Regions from separate parts of the Sus scrofa genome. Here region 2 is linked to region 1. The links are chromatin contacts, called in public Hi-C maps. All regions are on one chromosome and are shown on one strand. Each heading gives the region's core, a stretch centred on a gene start, on an enhancer-like site or on the middle of the called end of the contact. The rest is flanking DNA. Distances are from core to core; before and after follow the strand shown.

Region 1 (3,500 bases), core at 528-3,027:
TAGACTTTTGTTTGCTTTTCTCCTGTTAATCTGTCTTATCAGGAGGGCCTCAGCCAAAAACCTAGAAGGATGGAGGAGAAATTACTCTTCCTTCAGAGGCTTACCCTCACAGACCTTCTGGAAGAGTTACACAAATGGAGAAAGAATCACGTGGTGAATGATGTGCCCCGGGGTTGTGACAGCCCACGAAGCTTGAGCTACCACCATTTCCATGTCTGAAAGTTGGGGCTGACTCCCGGCAGGACTAGAAGAAAGCCTTGGCTCCATCCTCAGCTGCCATGGCTGAACCCTGCGCCAGGCCTCTCAGAGGAGGCAAACACAGCAGTGCAGATAAGAATAAAAGCAGCCTCCACTTAGTGGCTCCAGGCCCTATGCCAGGCTCTTTAAATCTATTCTCTATTTGATTTGCCACGAACCTTGCAAAGCAGAGGTTGTTATTCCCGTTTTGTAGATGCTGGAATTGTCCAAGATGACACAGCTAACAAATGGCAGAGGCTAAGTCTAATCCTGTTTGTTTGATTCCAAGTCTGTGGTTTTCTGAGTGTATCAGGTTAACTCAGCAGAAGGAACCTCTCTGGACTTCAGTGTCCACATCTGTCCTACCCCCAGATGAAAGTGCTTCCGTGTAAAGGATGTTGATAAAACCACTTTTGCGAAAGAAAACCTCTGAACAGACGAAGGACTAACGAGCAGCGGCAGTAGGAGGGGGTGACAGGCATGTGGGGGGACCCTGGCAGAGGGTCAGGGGGCGCAGAGCCCAGGAGATGACAACCACACCACCTCCCTCTGCTCAGGGGAGGGTGCAATGGTCAGACCCACCGAAACAACTCCACCTCGTCATCCCCGAATGGCTTGTGGTCGTCCTTCCCGAACATGCTGAGGTAGGCGGCTTTCATGTAGATGTAGGTGGCCTGTGAGCGGAGAGTAGAGTCAGGTAGGAGCACCCCGCCCTCCAGTCACAGTCCCAAACTGCGCAGACACCACACCGGGACCTCACTGTGGCCCAGGGAGAGCTAACAGTACATTATCCTCAAGCCCAGCGGAAGAAACCGGGGAAGAAGCGGAGGCAGCTGAGGACTTGAGCCGGGAGTGAATTCCACGATGCGCCGTGTTTAGGCAGCTGCTCTCCCCACTCGGAAGCAGCAGGGTGGACTCAAGAGCTAGTGGGTGTATGAGCCTGTGCTGAGGACAGGGGCGCAGAGACGGGGTCGCGGGGCTCCTGGGAAGCAGCTGTGGCAGACTGGGCCCTCGAATGCCGAGGGTACGATTCACAGAGACAGAAAAAGGGAACAGCCTGTTCAAAGCCAGAGACGGCAGAGATGTCTAAGTAGGACACGAATCAGCGGCAGAAAGCCTGGGATGTGTAAAAGAAGAGGTATGAGGCCAGAAGAATGAGCAGGAACCCGGGTCAGGGCTCAGCTCAGGGTCCCTTGGTGACACTGCCTACTGTGTGCCAGGTACTTTACGGGCATCACCTCACTTGATCGCAAAGACGATGCCCGGAAGCAAGCTGTATCCCACCTCTGCTCCCTGGGACCGCAGAGCTGAACAGGGACAGAAGTGGGAATGACCTCGGATTGGTGTGGCTTCAGGGGCCTTGCCAACAGGATCCACAGCTGCCAGTGACAAGGGAGGGGCCGCTCCGCAGAGTGCCCCCCCTCCACCTCCGCCCCAGAGAATCCATCCCTGAAAGCCGCACCCCTTTGCCTGAAGTCTGTGCCCGGGAGCCTGGCTCGGTGCTGCCCTCCAGTGGCGGAGTCTTGAATAACAGTCACCTGGGGCTGCTACCCAGGAACCAGCTCAGAAAGAAACGGAGGGGGAAGGAAGCAGGCCATCCTCGAGTCCAGTCTTTGCAGAAGGTGGAAAGCCACATGCACCTGGCAACCCCCCTCAGGGTGAATCCCAGGGCTACTCCCATTCCACTCTGCCCTCAGCACCTCAGTCTGCCCTTCACAAAAAGAGGAGAAGCTGGTCAGTGCGGGGTGTGCTGAGCAGCAGCTCCCTCAGTGAAATCTGTTCCCTGTCCCATCTCTAACCTGGCGGTGTCAACTGTGCCGGCTCCCTCTCCCTGCCCTGCTAGTGAGCCACCAAGTCCTCAAGATTTTACCTGCTATTTGGCTCTCAAATCTCACGGGCCCTGCCCCATCCTTCACCTGTTATTGCACCAGCCTCCACGCTGTCTCCCTGCTCCAGGCCACCAGCGATGCCTTTCTACTGCCCTAGTGCACGTGGTCTGCCAACGGATCTGCTCCCACTCCTGCCCCCGCAAGCCACTCTCGCAGCATCGCCACTCTGACTTTTGAAACTCAGATCATGTCAATCACTCCTGAAAGTCTTCCCCTCATGTCCCATCGCACTCAGGATAACAGCCAAATTCCCTGTCATGGCCTGTGGGGCCCTATCCAGCCTCCCCCCAGCTTCCTCTCCACCGTCATCTCCCACTGCTGCCCCCTCATTCATATCTTCTGGCCACACTGGTCTCCAGGCTGTTTCCAGAACACATCAACTCACGGCTTCAGCTTCCTCCTCCACTCCCCCTGCATCTACCGTGCTCTTTGCCTGGAACATTCTTAACTGAGATGGCCACATGGCTTGCTCCTTCACCCCATTTCTTCTCAGACAGCCCTCCCTGGCCACGCTGTTCCATCATGCCCTCCATCATGCCCAGCATCCTTACCTGGACTCTTTGCTTTTTAGGACCACACCCTCGGCATAAGGAGGTTCCCAGGCCAGGGGTCGAATCAGAGCTGCAGCTGCTGGCCTACACCACGGTCACAGCAACACCAGATCTGAGCCTCCTCTGCGACCTACACCACAGCTCACGGCAAGGCCAGATCCTTAGCCCACTGAGCGGGGTCAAGGATCGAACCCCCATCCTCATGGATACTAGTTGGGTTTGTTATTGCTGAGCCACAATGGGAACTCTAAGGACTGAGTTTTCTTTATGGCACTCACCAGAACCTGACATTGTCTCACACTGCACAGGTATTTGTTTCTTGTCTCCTACCATTAGAACACAAGCCTTGAGGGATCCTTTGCTTGGTTCGCTGCCATGTCCTGCCCGAGAATGGGATCTGGTGTGACTGCAGGAGGATCTCTTAAGGCACGAATCTAAGCCACAAGCATCAGGGGGATTCCCTACTGTCAGACTAGCGCCCAGACAGCCGCTCATGACCTGCTTTCCTGGCTCCTCCTCTTCTGGCCACTTATTTCCCATCATTCCTTAAACTCACCTAGGCCTTGGCCTGTGCTGTCCCTGTCCCTGGAATGCCACTGTCCCTTCTCTGCCGGGCTCATCCTCAAAGAGCCTTCTGCTATGCCCCCTGGACAGCACACCCCCAGTGAGTCAAAGAGAATTAGGACGCATGCAGTGACCGACAGCTGCGAGACCCACACATGTCCAAGTCATCAAGGGAGGTTACGGAGCCACACTGATGGAAACAGCAGCCCCTTCTCTGATGCGAGTCACCAGAGTTACCTGTTTGCCTATTGACCCCATA
Region 2 (3,500 bases), core at 292-2,791, 66 kb before region 1:
GCTAATAAATGGAAATTATGACTTTATATCTATCTATCTTTCTTTCTATCATCTCTCCTCCCAAAACCTTTGATGAGGGTGGCAAAAGAACTTGTCTGTTTACTTTTCTTTCCAGCTGGACTCTGGGCTCCATCAAGAACAAGCTATGTTTCCCTAGTGCCTAGTATAGGGTCTAGTGTGAAAAAGAAAAAGAAAAAAAATCAGTAAATGATGAATGAAAGGAAAGAGAGTCAAGACTCACTTTTTGTCTTCTTGTCGAATGAATAACCATTAGGAACATTCTCATCCTTCTTATTTCTTTCCTTTACATACATTGCTTCTTGGGCTCTTGGTTCATTCAACTAAGAAGAGAGACTACTCTCCCTTAAGCAATGTGCCAGGCCCTGCACAGAGGAGAGACAGATGATTCAGCTTGATCAGACTGTAATAGAGAAAAGCTCAGGGAGAGGCAACTAGGCAACCAGACTCCACGATTAGGAGAGGCTTCCCAGTGGAACCAAAGTTGAGTCCAGGAAGGACAAGTGGGGATAATGTTTAGCTTGATGGGAGGTATAAGGTCAGAAGTGGGCGGAAGTGAGTTTCTGTCAGAGAAACAGTGTGGGTAAAGCCTTAGCGTTTTAACTTTTAAAAGGTAAAAGTTATCCCTTCTAGATAACTGGACTACTTTATTTAGGCATCCTAGAGTGTAGAATATGTCAGGGAACAATGTCTAATGAGATCGAGGAGGTAGCCAGATTTGTAAACCATTTAAGAATTAATGCTTAGCCATAACAGCATTGGGAAGCCATTGAAGATTTTAAAAAGTTTAAATTCCCCCTAGGGACATCAGCTTTACATTTTAAAAAGAAAACTGGACTGAACAAATAGTGGATTGAATAGGGGCAATGGTGAATGCAGGGGGAAGGGTTCCAAGTACAACAATAGAAATATGATGGTAACTTGTACTATGGTGGTGGGAATGGAAAGAAATAGAGCATTCAAGAACTATGTCTAGATACTCATGTTGCAACAGAACAAAGGGTGGGGGAAAAAACCTAATTGTAATGTATACATGTAAGGATAACCTGACCCCCTTGCTGTACAGTGGGAAAAAAAAAAAAAAGAAATAGAGCATTCAGTTAGTATAGTTGGAAGAAGAATCTTTCTGGCTGTGATATAGGAGGATCAGGAAGCGATTGGGGAGCTAGGAAAGTTTCCTTAATGAGTCTGGACTTTATTTGAAGGGATAAATGGTAAACCTTTTAATATGTTAATAATGGGAGTGATCCATTCAAATACGGGTTCATAAATAGATAACTAGGCAGAAGGTCGTGAGAAGACTGACAAAACAGCGTACAGGTGTGAAGTGAGGCAAGCGGGGAGGGAGCAGTGGATGTGGGGAGGCAAGGAGACCCAAGAGAGCTTTCAGAGGTTTCGGTCCCCAGCTAATTGTCGGAGAAGCAGAGACTGACGCAGCCCGGGGAACAGCTGTTGGGAACCGGGTAGGCGGGGCCGGCGCCGCCTACACCTCCCAACGCCGGGGGCGGGACCAGGGCACGCACGGCGGCGTGACGCAGGGCCGCAGCTGGCCTCGTTCTGGCCGCCGCCGCCGCTTTGAGGCGGTGTAGGATGAGGCCCGCGGCTGCGGCTCCGGCGTCGGCGGGGGCAGCAGCAGCTGAGGCAGCAGCTGAGGGAGCCGCGACGGCCGCGCCCCCCCCTCCTGACCTGGATTAGGCCCAACAGCTTCGTGGCCGCCGCCGCCCCGCGGGGGGGCGGGGTGGGGAAGTTCTTCGTCTCCCCGCCCCCCCCCCCCCCCGCCGCCGCCGCCGCCGCCGCCGCCTCGTAGGAGGCAGCCGCCGCCTCGTAGGAGGCAACCGCCGCGACCCCAGCCGAGCCCGCGGCCCAGCCTTAAGCCCCCAACCCCGGGGGCTGGCATGAGCGGCCCTTCGGCGGCGCCGGGGGGCGGGGGAGCCGCTGCCGCCTGAGCCCCGGCCTGCCACTCGACCCCACGTCGCTGACCGGGGCTGACCGCAGAGCGTGCGAAGGACCCCGCCGCTGCTTTCTTCCTCCCCTAGATCACACACCCCAACCCCAGAAGATGGGGAACTGCCTCAAATCCCCCACTTCAGATGACATCTCCCTGCTTCACGAGTCTCAGTCCGACCGGGCTAGCTTTGGCGAGGGGACGGAGCCGGATCAGGAGCCGCCGCCGCCATATCAGGTACGGAGGGTGTGTGTGGGGAAGGGGGGTGCGAGGAGCAGAGGCAGCTCTGGCCGAGGTCGTGGGGGCTTCGGGCTGTCACTGCCCTTGGTTTCGGTAAGACCTGGCCTCAGGGGCACTGACACGCTTAGGACTGAATTTGAGGGCGACTGCTCTTCACTTCCAGAAATAGGGGGACTCTTTCACCTCGATGTGGGGATGGTACTTCTGTCCTTGAGTTCTGAAATTCGGATATATGATTATGTCCCCTTGGCCGGTGGCTAGTGGTTAGCTTGTGGAGTTTGGAAGTGACATTTTCCTGCCTTTATGTCTGAGTCGTGGAGTCTGAACTGTGAGGTTTGGAGACGATTGCCACATCGCATCGCCAGGTGCGATGAATTATGGGTTGTGGATAGGTGGTTAACCCCCACCTCATTTATACTTCCAAGTGTGACCATCCTTTCCTCCCTACCTTGTTTGGATTAATTGGATCTGGTAGGATTAATTGGATCTGGTAAGCATTCATTTCTCCCTCAGCTCGGGAGATTTTCAGGTAGTTTTTTTGGTTCGAGCAGCACCAAGGATTACTTGTTTATATATATAGTAAATTAAAAATTTTAATCCTTAATCCTTTTGCTCCACCCCTATGACACACCTTTTAAACGCGCTGACTTAATAGAACGTGATTATCTTGAACTCTGGAAACCTTTAAACCTTACTTGAGAAATACCTTCTCTTACTTGTGGTTCTCCCTTTGTATCAAAGGCTTCTCTCCCAAACAGCTTCATTGCCTTTTGCACAGCAGTCAGCAGCTTCAGCTGTCTTTACACAATTAGTAAAGAGCTAAAGACCTCTTTAGAAAATTCAAAATAGATACGTAGATACTATAATACATAATATTTATGTATATATATAAACCTTTTGTCTAGTTTTTCAGTTTTAAATGATGTTGATTAAAAACTTTTTTCCCAGAAGGACTTGGATAGTTAAGTGCCTTAATTTTTTTCCTGAACAGGGTTTAGTTTTCTCCTTTGTTGTTTCATGTGGTGACATCATTATCTAGTGTTGTTCTTTTCTCATACCTATGTAAATCAGTGCCTCATCACACCAGAAAAACCTGATCACATATGCTAGTTTCCTGAATAAAACCCTTCGGAAACCTTTCATATATACCAGTAAAGTCCAGTCTTACTGTGGCATACAGAAACCTCCATGGTTTATTTTTCACATTCATATTCCTGGCCTATCAAATACAGCAGTCTGTTCACACCTCTCTGCCTTAGCTCCTTCCTCTGCTTGGAGCCCTTTCCCCAAGGTCGGC

The links. Hi-C and Micro-C count contacts between places; a contact is called where the count stands out from the background.
Region 2: a contact with region 1 is called in a Hi-C map of retroperitoneal adipose tissue, with 2.4 times the contacts expected there. The contact joins the promoter of RNF11 here to the enhancer-like site in region 1. A contact is called at or near these places in 2 of 5 promoter capture datasets (fetal liver and liver), 11 of 47 Hi-C or Micro-C datasets (alveolar macrophages, embryonic fibroblasts, fetal heart ventricle and 6 more) and 2 of 2 datasets of contacts at active chromatin or transcription factors (alveolar macrophages and skeletal muscle).

What each region holds. Positions count from the first base shown.
Region 1 is chr6:160,844,293-160,847,792 of Sscrofa11.1, reverse strand. TTC39A (tetratricopeptide repeat protein 39A) reads right to left here. Exons shown (of 18, transcript XM_021096670.1): 13 at 820-911. Among named protein-coding and RNA genes, the nearest start is that of TTC39A, 39 kb to the right of the region's middle. Within about 2 kb of position 1,777, at least 13 of the 83 cell types and tissues checked have an H3K27ac peak or open chromatin away from gene starts, as enhancers often do. A contact at or near this core is called in fetal liver and retroperitoneal adipose tissue, where this site is marked.
Region 2 is chr6:160,909,754-160,913,253 of Sscrofa11.1, reverse strand. RNF11 (RING finger protein 11) reads left to right here and starts at 1,541. Exons shown (of 3, transcript XM_003482086.4): 1 at 1,541-2,200. The coding sequence starts at 2,078.